2 separate regions of the Mus musculus genome follow, and region 2 is linked to region 1. The links are chromatin contacts, called in public Hi-C maps. All regions are on one chromosome and are shown on one strand. Each heading gives the region's core, a stretch centred on a gene start, on an enhancer-like site or on the middle of the called end of the contact. The rest is flanking DNA. Distances are from core to core; before and after follow the strand shown. Region 1 overlaps Plpp3 (phospholipid phosphatase 3). Region 2 has its middle 21 kb from the start of Gm40217.

Evidence for each region. A called contact is a pair of places that touch in the nucleus more often than the background predicts.
Region 2: a contact with region 1 is called in a Hi-C map of embryonic stem cells, with 2.7 times the contacts expected there. The contact joins two enhancer-like sites. A contact is called at or near these places in 9 of 39 promoter capture datasets (the 3T3-L1 cell line, 3T3-L1-derived adipocytes, the C10 cell line and 4 more), 15 of 484 Hi-C or Micro-C datasets (the AML12 cell line, B cells, bone marrow-derived macrophages and 6 more), 4 of 115 datasets of contacts at active chromatin or transcription factors (embryonic stem cells and fetal liver) and 1 of 9 other capture datasets (embryonic stem cells).

What each region holds. Positions count from the first base shown.
Region 1 is chr4:105,166,209-105,172,899 of GRCm38.p6, reverse strand. All of the region lies in intron 1 of Plpp3 (phospholipid phosphatase 3), which reads right to left. Among named protein-coding and RNA genes, the nearest start is that of Plpp3, 12 kb to the right of the region's middle. Within about 2 kb of position 2,464, at least 55 of the 459 cell types and tissues checked have an H3K27ac peak or open chromatin away from gene starts, as enhancers often do. A contact at or near this core is called in embryonic stem cells, where this site is marked.
Region 2 is chr4:105,295,269-105,301,959 of GRCm38.p6, reverse strand. No RefSeq gene overlaps it. Among named protein-coding and RNA genes, the nearest start is that of Gm40217, 21 kb to the left of the region's middle. Within about 2 kb of position 2,414, at least 4 of the 459 cell types and tissues checked have an H3K27ac peak or open chromatin away from gene starts, as enhancers often do. A contact at or near this core is called in embryonic stem cells, where this site is marked.

The DNA.
Region 1 (6,691 bases), core at 1,215-3,714:
CTGTTTTGGTTGCCCACATGTGTGAGGCCCTGGATTCAATCCCTGCAGTACAAGAAAATCATTCATTCATTCATTCATTCATTCATCCATCCATCCATTTTTCTAGTTCTCTCTTGCTTTTCCTCTTCCTGTTAGAAGCCTGTAAGGTAGGGGTAGAATGAAGTAGGTTAAACTTTTTTTAAAAAAAGAAACCATCATGGTTAGTGCAAATTCACTTTTGTGGATCAAGTTTATAACATCATAAGATAATATAAAAGCTAAGTTTAAAAACCTAAGTTGTCTTAAGTTAGGTGCACACTCCCACTCTCACATTTCTCAGACTATTATAGGTGGTTACCAACTCTAGCCAGTTGGTTTTTTTTGTTCCATTTCATCACAATGACTTATAGGAAGCAGGTTTTAAGCGGTACTTAGCTTTATAATTATACTTAATAACACATGTATTTATAGAAAAAAAGATACCTTGAGATTGTGGAATTATCTGAGACAAAACTTTGATTGTCCTCTTTGGCTTTACGTCCTTACTGTCTAAAATATCTTTTTTACTTATATGCTTTTCAATAAAATTCGTAAGTTGTATTATAAAAGAAACTCCAAATTTAATAAGATGGTACAATGGTATAAGGCAAACCCATTTTTAAAACTTTATGTTATTTTTTATCATTAGAAAGATTTACCCAAAGTGGCATGGGGGGTAAACTCTGCTCAAAAAAAAAAAAAAAAAAAAAAAGAAAATCAAGGAATGCCTGAGATCTTGCCTACCGAGAACGGGGTAGCACATTCCTAACTAGGAAGAAGAGTGACAAGGTTTGGGGAAGGCTGGAAAAGCCATCAAATATATGTGTCTGAGACCCAAGTGTGCAACAAAGGAGGGCAGAGATGGGAAGGCAGGACCAGCAGAGAAAGGGAAGGCAAAGGCCACGGTAGAACCAAATCCTGAAGGGTCTCAAGTATGGTGAGAGCTGTACTCTACAGACTTTGGGATGCTGTTCTGAGGAAAAGGACCTGGGTGTTCAGAACTGTCATTCAGAAGAGCAACTTTTGGGTACATACTGCCCAAGGACACCTATGGACTGCCACCTGGAGATACAATCCGAAGGGACATTTTCCCTTATCTGGTAATAGCAGGTACTCAATGCACAGTCTTAGAAATGGGAACAGTAGAGAGAAAAGGGCACATTTCAGACAAAACTGCATTCACATCACAAGTATTAATTACAACTTTCAAAGTATTTCCTGCTCACATGGCATGCCATCTGTTGCAAGAATTCACCCTCATTTTATCCGTTCACCAAATGACAGCAATGTGTCCAAGTTTCTCCAGCAAATACCACAAGTATTGAGCCCAAACAGCAAGAAGCTTCCTGTCAGACCCTTATTCTTATCATTTCACTAAAGTATCACACCAAAACACCTGGCTGCACTCCTCCACCAACTGCTGTGCGTCTGTCTGTCTGTCCTCTTACTTGCTCCTTCAAGGCAGGCTCCACCCCCTCAGTGTATTCCCCTGGATCTTCCGCCACACACTGTCTTTATCTCAGTAAACAAAAGGAAAAGAGAAGATAGCTGGCTGGTCAAACCCAGGAGTATTCTCTGCGGTGGCTCTCGGACAATGGAGAATGGTGGATGAGCCAGGGACTCCCTTCCCCAGTTTACTTGTGGGTATTTCCTGCTCGCCCATTACTGGTGCAGGAAGAACCCTGCCATGGTTCCTAAGGAGTCCATCACCAATGAGGCTGCTCTGCATTCTAAGTGGGAAGGATGTGTGCAAATGGGACCGCTCGCAGCCCTATTTAACTTTACCATGGGTCTGTGTTTGTCAAAGCTCTATGCCAACCCCCTCAGAAAGAAATACCACAAAACTTCTTTAAGGGAGGGTAAAAAGACCTACTTTATACACTTGGTCTCATGCTAATCAGGGCACCATTGAAATCCCAGCTGAATAGGAGTCCTACAATAGCCTGGGAAACACGAGGTGGTCTCTCCACAGCGCAGGCTGCTCCAGTCAAAGCGGCTCACTCCCTGGCTTTTTAACTCCTTTGGAGAAGATGGAGAAGAAGGGGAATTAACACTGGGATCAGAAACTGCTATTCCTGTGCAGAAAAGTCACCCCACTTCTGCGTGACACTTATCAGCTTCTCTGGCCATTTTTTCTAAGGCATCTGATGCAGCTGCTGTCCTTGGTAGACGTGTAACGGAAGGGGACACAGGGTTCAGCGGCCAGCTAAAGGGAGATTCTAAAACAGCACTTTGCTGGGAATCTTAGTAAATAATTTCTGTTAGAGATTAACTGGTTGAATTATTAATGCAGCGTGTCACCAGCCTCCAATAAGAAATGAGACTGGCCCTGCTTTCTAGATAAAAAAAAAAAAAAAAAAACAAAACACTGAAGTGAGTGCCAGCCTACTCCACAGGGTTGTTGTGAAATTCAAGTAAGTTAATAATGCATGAAGCGCCTTAGTGCACAGCTTGTCACATAATGAGGATTCAGTCAAGTCCATGGCCTTCCAGCCTGGAGTTCAGTCTCACCTCTATTCTCTTAGGAATTTACACAGGAACAGGAAATACTGACATGGGTAAAAGGTTTTAAACCCCAAATCAAACTTAACTACTTTATAGGGCCCGATAATTTTAAGGCATTCTGACGGGTTCGCTTTACTCACATGCTTGTTAGTGAAAATCTAAACGCCAGTCTTTACTCTCGGAGGAAAAAAAGGTAGGCTGTTGGTTGGTTCATGGCCGAGAGTACCACCATTCTCTATCCCAAATCCTGCCACTCAATATCTCCGAACAGCAGCTGCCTCACCCATCCCAGCACAGCATCAATTAGAGGACGGTGGCTCCTTCCAGGCCTTAAGTCCTGGTGGGATGGTGATGTGGCTGACTACAGGGTAAGTATTCAAAAACATCTGCTGCCCTAGCCTCTTCCAGCTGACAGAGGACAATGCTACTCCAGGTGTCAAGGCTGGATTTTGTTGTCTGCTTGGGGGGCGGAGCAGGGCGGGGTAGAGCTCTACAATGAGAAAAACTGACTGAATATCTAAATACAGATTCTCAGACTTACATGTTGTCATCTGGAAGAATCCGTCAGTGAAACATTGCTAATTGATAATAAATGACCAATTTCACAGTTGTGACAAGCACAACTGCACACGATCAGTTTTAAAGCAAACTCAGAGTTTCTTAGCCCCATCAACGGACTTGGGAAAATTGAATCTAAAATTCCTGACAGCTTATTTCTCCCAGGAATGGAGAGCCATGTCCTTGGAATGCTTTGACCCAAGATGTATATTTTATCTTCCCAGCCAGTCCCTAGGAGCTCTGCGCTCTTACAATGCCTCAAGTTCAGGCCTTTCAAAGGAGTCCTTCACAAAGGTGCTAGGAGCCCACCAGCCCCCCTGCCACGCCATTGGAATTGCTCTCTAAATAGATTTCAATGAGAAGTTCCTGAACAAAAGACTCTCTAATAAGTTGGTAACACCTTTGGAAATATTTTTAAAGTCTCAGCTTCCTAGAAGTTCCTCCTCCTGGGCGCTGTGTGTGCAGTTGGTGCAGAACAAAGCGCCACGCATTTAATCAAAACAGCCGCTAAGGGCAAGATGTCAGCAAATGCAAAGATGAGAAATGATGTGTTAGGCTGTTCCTCCCTAGAAGCCTACAGAGGCCAAATTGACCAAAACAGCCCCTTTGGGCAAGTGTCTAATGAAATGGGCTGTGCGGCTGAGAAACATTTCTGCCACTTCCTGTTGGTGGTTGCTAACTTAGTAACAATGTGGGTCATTTGTGGGGAAGAGGCCAAGCGGAGAAGTTCTATTTACTACGTTTAATGAACGAGCTGCATCCGCAGACACTAACCAGAGAAGCTCAAAAGTTACCACCACAGCATACTGAACCCAGGCACAAAAAGGGTCCACTAACAGAGTGGCCATTATTGCTGCCTCGTGAGGCTACAGAAGGGCTCTAGTTCAAGGTCCTCCCACCCCTTCCTGAGCCTCCTGATAGGACTGTCCAGGATCCAGTATGCTCTTCTCTTCAGTACCCGGCTTTTGCACCCCTTCAAGCTATGAGCATTTCCAGCAGATCTCTGGACACTCCTTCTTACCCCTCTCCCCCCATTACTTCTAGAAATATTTTCAATCATTCTCTACATTTGTTAGGCTAAGCATGGAGAGTACCAGTTACATCTCCTAGTAAGACAAAATTAAGGAGCAAGCCCACAGGGAACGGACAGGTGTCACTCAAGTCGTGAATTCTGAATGCTCACGCATGGGCTAGTTTAGGTAGCCGGTAAGGCTTAAAAACAAACCAATTTAAATTATTTTTCTATTGACCCATGCTTTGTCTGCAAGTATGTATACCATACTGGCTCCCAGAGGCCAGAAGAGGGCACTGGACCCCCCTCCTGCCCCCACCCCCATGACTGGAGTCACAGACAGTGAGCCACCATGCTGGTGCTAGGAACTGAACATAAGATTTCTGCAAGAGCAGCCAGTGCTCTTAACCAATGAACTATCTCTCTAGCCTTGGATGCTAAAACTTTAAGTTAGTCTTTGCAAGTCTGTTGTTAGTGAAAATACAGTATATGCATTTGATATTTTTGAGGTATCCAAACAACCACAGGACACACCATGGTTGCCTTTAATGACCTTAATGGGTTCAGGGTGAGAATCACAAATCCACCTTCCTTTGGACAACCTGGTCTTCCCAGCCTGCTGACTGATAGAAGAGCAGGCTTGGGGTAGGAGGGGGAAGACAGGGTTTTAGCAACACATAAGCAGGAGAACAGAGCAGAGAAAACCAGCCTCACCAGTCAGATTCTCGTCCCAGTTCTGGAACACTCTTACTGCACCATCTGAGGGGAGTTATGTTCAACTTCTCTGAACTTCAGCTCCGTAAAGCTGAGATGAAAGTGATTGGGATTTTACAGGCTCCTTGGAGAACCTATCAGAAGGCATGTGCAATGTTTTAACATGGTGAGAAGTCCACAGCTAATGTCCGATGCATGTAAGCCACTGTCATCAATTCAGGCTCCTGGCCAAATTTCCATACATACTAGCTGAGCGCACTGTGCATCCACTCGCCCTCTCTGAGCTGAGACCCTGTGACCAGCATTTGCTTTACTGTGGACACATTGAGGCACCAGGGAAAGCAGCTAACAGTAGTGAAGATTCTCTCCCCTTCGCCTTCCTAAAACATCTGGACTTTCCTGTCCCACACATTGACCACTTTAAGCTTTTAGCATGATGTGCCATCTAATTCATAAAGCCTTTCGATTATCTTAACCTTTTTAATTTTAATACTCCGCTGATGTCCAGCCTGACAGTCTGAGAGATAGGAAATCATTTAAATTCTGAGATGGTGATTTAAACTTACCAGGAACTAAACACATTTACATGATGTGGCCTTAAAATTGTATTGACTAAGTTCCAGGTATGTGAAGGTCTCGATATTTGTACTTCTAAATAGTTTTTAAGATACTCTGAAGTGGTTTTTGTGTTTGTTTGTTTCCACTTAGAAAGTCCACAGTCTGTAAACTCCACCCAGTTCTGTAGGTGTTATTTAGCACGTGGGTGTAACTGACCACCCAGCCTCTAATTCTCAGTCAGAGTACTGCTCTCTGCTCGATCACCTAAAACCTATGACACCACAAAAAAATTTTTTTTGGTGGAAAATGTCCTGAAGAACAAAATAATCCTACAGTGATTTCATGAATATCCTAATTCCTAAGACATTGTATTTTTTTCTTATATGTTTTAATTAATGTGGCACAGGCATGATGGAAATAATTTGGCAGTTCCTCAAAAAGTTAACCATCTGATATATGGTCAAGCAATTTCACTCTTAAATGTAGAGATCCAAGAGAATTGAAAACACAAGGGCTGCCTTCCTATTCACAGTAGCTCAAAAATGGGAACAAACCAGGGAGCCATTAAATAATAAGTGTATAAACGAAATGTGGTACATCCATACAGTGGGAGATTATCTGGCAATAAAAATAAATGAAGTACTTCTGATACATGTTACAATATGGATGGGACTTTAAAACTTGAAGGAGGAGGGGAAGGAGGGGGAGAAGGAAATGGAGAGGAAGAGGAAGAGGAGGAGGAAGAGGATGAAGAAAGAAGAAAGATGAAGAAGAAGAAGGCACAACTACAAACGACCAAACATCCACATGGCATATTGTTGGCTTATGTAACATGACGAGATTCTCTATGGGAGAAAAAAGTGATTAGTGGTCATTAAGAATACATAGAGATCGATTTCCATTCTGTGACTATAATAAAACCCAGTGAATTGGGTGCCTTAAATGTCTGCTTCACATGGTATTATAAATTTTAAACTCAACAAGGTTGTTTCTAAAATGTCTTTTTTTTTTTTTTTCCAAGACAGGGTTTCTCTGTATAGCCCTGGCTGTCCTGGAACTCACTCTGTAGACCAGGCTGGCCTCAAACTCAGAGATCCGCCTGCCTCTGCCTCCCAAGAGCTGGGATTAAAGGCGTGTGCCACCACCGCCTGGCTTTAAAATGTCTTTATAACCCAAGAAATACCTCAACATAAAACCAAGACAATTTTCAGTTAACTCCTTTAAGTGGCTTTTAAGGACATTTCAAGTCCTAGGCAGAACAAGTAGATGACCGACTGTCTCAGTTTTACTGTGCATGATTCATCTGAAGAAGCACCGACTAGTCTG
Region 2 (6,691 bases), core at 1,165-3,664, 130 kb before region 1:
TTAATTTTGTAGATCTCATTCATCACCAAAGTTACTCAAGACAGCAGTGTTTTATTCCCCACCACAAACGTTCACTGTGATTTTAAAATTATTTATTCATTTTATGTATATGTGTACACTGTAGCTGTCTTCAGACACACCAGCAGAGGGCAACCATTACAGATGGTTGTAAGCCACCATGTGGTTTCTGGGAACTGAACTCATGACCTCTGTCTGAAAAAGCAGTTGGTGTTCTTAACCACTGACTGAGCCATCTCCCCAGCCTTCACTGTGATTTTTACATACATTTAAATAATAGTATGTTGGGGTGGGGGGAGGAAGAGTGGTTCTAGAGAGATAACTCAGCAGCTAAAAGCACTGGCTACTTTTCCATAGGAGCCTGGTTGATTCCCAGCATACACAGGCATTTCACAACCATCCCTAACACCATTTCCAGGAGGTCTGAGGCCACCAGGCAAGCACTTGGTGCATGAAGGCAAAATGCTCAAACACACAAAATAAATAAATGTTTAAAAACTCTTCAGGGTTATACTGTTTTGTCACGTTGTAAAAATCTATCCTGGAAAGCTTAGCATTTGGATGATGCTCAAAATGTGATACTTTAAGGTTAGTTGTGTACTACTTAGTTTAATAAGTGCCTCCTAGGAGGCTGGTGAGATGGCTCAATGGGTAAGAGCACCTGACTGCTCTTCCGAAGGTCTGGAGTTCAAATCCCAACAACCATATGGTGGCTTACAACTGGCTCACAACCATCTGTAACAGCTACAGTGTACTTACATATAAATAAATAAATCTTTTTTAAAAAATAATAAGTGCTATAGAAAATTACTTGCTACTAAATTACCTTCTATTCAGTCTTTGGGAACCCTGGGAACTACTGACCCTTTTATTGTGGCTGTGGTGCTCCTGTTTCTAGAACATGTGTGGGGGTTATATGGTATGTGGCCATTTCAGATAAGATTCCCTTATTTAGCAACATGTACTATAATCTAGCTTTGTCTTTTCATAACTTGATAGTTTCTTGGTTTTCAAAAATCATGAAATATGCTGGGTGATGGTGGTACATGTCTTTAATCCCAGCACTTGGGAGGCAGAGGCAGGAGGATCTCTTGAGTTCAAGGACAACCTGGTCTGCAGAGCTAGTTCCAGGACAGCCAAGGCTAAAATGAAGAAACCCTGTCATGGAGGGAAAAAAATCATGAGATAATATTCCATCTTACATACATGCCACAATTTGTCTAGTTGTTTGCTTATTGCAGGACATTGTGTGGCTATGAATTTCCCATGCCTTAATTATGCAAGTAAGATGATAGTGTGTGGTTTTCTTCAGGCCTGTTTTAAACCAGTTGAGACATATCTGCAAATACAATCGCTACATTACATGATGAGAGTATATTTAAATAGTTTTGTAAGAAATGACCATGCTTTTCTTCATAGCTAAACATTAGAAGCACAACTTTCATTCACAAGCAGTGCCTGAAACTCTCCTTTCACACTGGGTTGGGCTTCTAACAGTTGCAGGGTAATAATACCTCATGGTCTTGATATCTTGTAACTCCCTGATGACAAATAACTTTGTTCCTCTATCCACACAAGCATTTGCCTTTCTAGTATCTCATTTGATAAGGCCTCTATTTAGATTAAATTGTTTTCTTATCATTGAGTTCACAAGCTCTGTGTATACTTTGAATATAACTCCTTTATCAGACATGTGTTTTGTAAATATTTTCTCCCGTCCTGTGACTAGTCTTCAGGCCATCTTAATAGCATCTTTCAGAGAGGAGGCTTAATTGCAGTGAGCAACCTCTCCTCCCACAGGTGATGCCGCCTTTGATGTACCTCAGAGCTCATCACCAAACCGAGGGGCTCTAAATATGGCTGGCCTCTTACACAACCACTGAATCACTGCTCTTAAAGGGGGAGGACATTATCTTCATTTTATAAGAGAAAGTTGTCTACCACATTGTTTCCCTCTCAAGTATCTTTAAACATGCAAAAGGCACCAGAAGAAAAGAGGTAGTCAACAGTAGCCTAAGACAGAGCCTGACTATCCAAGAGCATAGCTGTATTTGCTGTAATGAGACTATCAAGTTGTCATTTCTGAAGTACACAGTCAGCCCTCCACTTACCAATACCATCACACTATCAGCATTTCCCCCAACCACTATTGCTGCCACCACCAGAACGAACACACACACACACACACACACACACACACACACACACACACACCACTAGTGCTCTGACAAAGCAGGTGCCTTATTAGCGAATGTCCTGTTTTTAATTGGTTGATGTCACTTCACCCAGAACAGTGACATGCTTCACCAGGGACTTTGGAGCCCCAGTTTGGGGAGTAAACCAGACTGTCTGCAAGGAAGGTCAGGCTTAAGTGCCTCACCAATGTCACACAGCTAACAAGTGCCAGGATCTGTCAGGAATGAGGTACTCTGTAGCCAGTGACCCAGAGAGGTCTGGAGGCTCAGTGACGGTGCCAGGGCCCTTGGCAAAGACATCCCCATGCTCAGGATGACAATGCCATTTAAAGAGCTAACCCTCGGCAGAGTGAAAAAGAAGGTGAGGGTCCGGGACCCGCCGAACTTAGGAAATTAGTCTGAACAGGTGAGAGGGTGCGCCAGAGAACCTGACAGCTTCTGGAACAGGCGGAAGCACAGAGGCGCTGAGGCAGCACCCTGCGTGGGCCGGGGACAGCCGGCCACCTTCCGGACCAGAGGACAGGTGCCCACCCGGCTGGGGAGGCGGCCTAAGCCACAGCAGCAGCGGTCGCCATCTTGGTCCGGGACCCGCCGAACTTAGGAAATTAGTCTGAACAGGTGAGAGGGTGCGCCAGAGAACCTGACAGCTTCTGGAACAGGCAGAAGCACAGAGGCGCTGAGGCAGCACCCTGTGTGGGCCGGGGACAGCCGGCCACCTTCCGGACCGGAGGACAGGTGCCCGCCCGGCTGGGGAGGCGACCTAAGCCACAGCAGCAGCGGTCGCCATCTTGGTCCGGGACCCGCCGAACTTAGGAAATTAGTCTGAACAGGTGAGAGGGTGCGCCAGAGAACCTGACAGCTTCTGGAACAGGCGGAAGCACAGAGGCGCTGAGGCAGCACCCTGCGTGGGCTGGGGACAGCCGGCCACCTTCCGGACCAGAGGACAGGTGCCCACCCGGCTGGGGAGGCGGCCTAAGCCACAGCAGCAGCGGTCGCCATCTTGGTCCGAGACCCGCCGAACTTAGGAAATTAGTCTGAACAGGTGAGAGGGTGCGCCAGAGAACCTGACAGCTTCTGGAACAGGCAGAAGCACAGAGGCGCTGAGGCAGCACCCTGTGTGGGCCGGGGACAGCCGGCCACCTTCCGGACCAGAGGACAGGTGCCCGCCCGGCTGGGGAGGCAACCTAAGCCACAGCAGCAGCGGTCGCCATCTTGGTCCCGGGACTCCAAGGAACTTAGGAATTTAGTCTGCTTAGGTGAGAGTCTGTACCACCTGGGAACTGCCAAAGCAACACAGTGTCTGAGAAAGGTCCTGTTTTGGGCCTTCTTCTTCGGCCAGGAGGAGGTCCAAATACAAGATATCTGCGCACCTTCCCTGTAAGAGAGCTTGCCAGCAGAGAGTGCTCTGAGCACTGAAACTCAGAGGAGAGAATCTGTCTCCCAGGTCTGCTGATAGACGGTAACAGAATCACCAGAAGAACAATCTCTAAACAGAGTCAACTATAACTACTAACTCCAGAGATTACCAGATGGCGAAAGGTAAACGGAGGAATCTTACTAACAGGAACCAAGACCACTCACCATCACCAGAACCCAGCACACCCACTTCGCCCAGTCCAGGGAACCCCAACACACCTGAGAACCTAGACCTAGATTTAAAAGCATATCTCATGATGATGGTAGAGGACATCAAGAAGGACTTTAATAAATCACTTAAAGAAATACAGGAGAACACTGCTAAAGAGTTACAAGTCCTTAAAGAAAAACAGGAAAACACAATCAAACAGGTAGAAGTCCTTACAGAAAAAGAGGAAAAAACATACAAACAGGTGATGGAAATGAACAAAACCATACTAGACCTAAAAAGGGAAGTAGACACAATAAAGAAAACTCAAAGCGAGGCAACACTAGAGATAGAAACCCTAGGAAAGAAATCTGGAACCATAGATTTGAGCATCAGCAACAGAATACAAGAGATGGAAGAGAGAATCTCAGGTGCAGAAGATTCCATAGAGAACATCGGCACAACAATCAAAGAAAATGGAAAATGCAAAAAGATCCTAACTCAAAATATCCAGGAAATCCAGGACACAATAAGAAGACCAAACGTACGGATAATAGGAGTGGATGAGAATGAAGATTTTCAACTCAAAGGTCCAGCAAACATCTTCAACAAAATTATTGAAGAAAACTTCCCAAATCTAAAGAATGAGATGCATATGAACATACAAGAAGCCTACAGAACTCCAAATAGACTGGACCAGAAAAGAAATTCCTCCCGACACATAATAATCAGAACATCAAATGCACTAAATAAAGATAGAATACTAAAAGCAGTAAGGGAAAAAGGTCAAGTAACATATAAAGGCAAGCCTATCAGAATTACACCAGATTTTTCACCAGAGACTATGAAAGCCAGAAGAGCCTGGACAGATGTTATACAGACACTAAGAGAACACAAACTGCAGCCCAGGCTACTATACCCAGCCAAACTCTCAATTATCATAGAGGGAGAAACCAAAGTATTCCACGACAAAACCAAATTCACGCATTATCTCTCCACGAATCCAGCCCTTCAAAGGATAATAACAGAAAAAAACCAATACAAGAACGGGAACAACGCCCTAGAAAAAACAAGAAGGTAATCCCTCAACAAACCTAAAAGAAGACAGCCACAAGAACAGAATGCCACCTTTAACAACTAAAATAACAGGAAGCAACAATTACTTTTCCTTAATATCTCTTAACATCAATGGTCTCAACTCGCCAATAAAAAGACATAGACTAACAAACTGGCTACACAAACAAGACCCAACATTTTGCTGCTTACAGGAAACTCATCTCAGAGAAAAAGATAGACACTACCTCAGAATGAAAGGCTGGAAAACAATTTTCCAAGCAAATGGTATGAAGAAACAAGCAGGAGTAGCCATCCTAATATCTGATAAGATTGACTTCCAACCCAAAGTCATCAAAAAAGACAAGGAGGGACACTTCATTCTCATCAAAGGTAAAATCCTCCAAGAGGAACTCTCAATTCTGAATATCTATGCTCCAAATACAAGAGCAGCCACATTCACTAAAGAAACTTTAGTAAAGCTCAAAGCACACATTGCGCCTCACACAATAATAGTGGGAGACTTCAACACACCACTTTCACCAATGGACAGATCATGGAAACAGAAACTAAACAGGGACACACTGAAACTAACAGAAGTGATGAAACAAATGGATCTGACAGATATCTACAGAACATTTTTCCCTAAAACAAAAGGATATACCTTCTTCTCAGCACCTCATGGTACCTTCTCCAAAATTGACCACATAATAGGTCACAAATCAGGCCTCAACAGATTCAAAAATATTGAAATTGTCCCATGTATCCTATCAGATCACCATGCACTAAGGCTGATCTTCAATAACAAAATAAATAACAGAAAGCCAACATTCACATGGAAACTGAACAACACTCTTCTCAATGATACCTTGGTCAAGGAAGGAATAAAGAAAGAAATTAAAGACTTTTTAGAGTTTAATGAAAATGAAGCCACAACGTACCCAAACCTTTGGGACACAATGAAAGCATTTCTAAGAGGGAAACTCATAGCTATGAGTGCCTTCAAGAAGAAACGGGAGAGAGCACATACTAGCAGCTTGACAACACATCTAAAAGCTCTAGAAAAAAAGGAAGCAAATTCACCCAAGAGGAGTAGACGGCAGGAAATAATCAAACTCAGGGGTGAAATCAACCAAGTGGAAACAAGAAGAACTATTCAAAGAATTAACCAAACGAGGAGTTGGTTCTTTGAGAAAATCAACAAGATAGATAAACCCTTAGCTAGACTCACTAAAGGGCACAGGGACAAAATCCTAATTAACAAAATCAGAAATGAAAAGGGAGACATAACAACAGATCCTGAAGAAATCCAAAACACCATCAGATCCTTCTACAAAAGGCTATACTCAACAAAACTGGAAAACCTGGACGAAATGGACAAATTTCTGGACAGATACCAGGTACCAAAGTTGAATCAGGATCAAGTTGACCTTCTAAACAGTCCCATATCCCCTAAAGAAATAGAAGCAGTTATTAATAGTCTCCCAGCCAAAAAAAGCCCAGGACCAGACGGGTTTAGTGCAGAGTTCTATCAGACCTTCAAAGAAGATCTAACTCCAGTTCTGCACAAACTTTTTCACAAGATAGAAGTAGAAGGTATTCTACCCAACTCATTTTATGAAGCCACTATTACTCTGATACCTAAACCACAGAAAGATCCAACAAAGATAGAGAACTTCAGACCAATTTCTCTTATGAACATCGATGCAAAAATCCTTAATAAAATTCTCGCTAACCGAATCCAAGAACACATTAAAGCAATCATCCATCCTGACCAAGTAGGTTTTATTCCAGGGATGCAGGGATGGTTTAATATACGAAAATCCATCAATGTAATCCATTATATAAACAAACTCAAAGA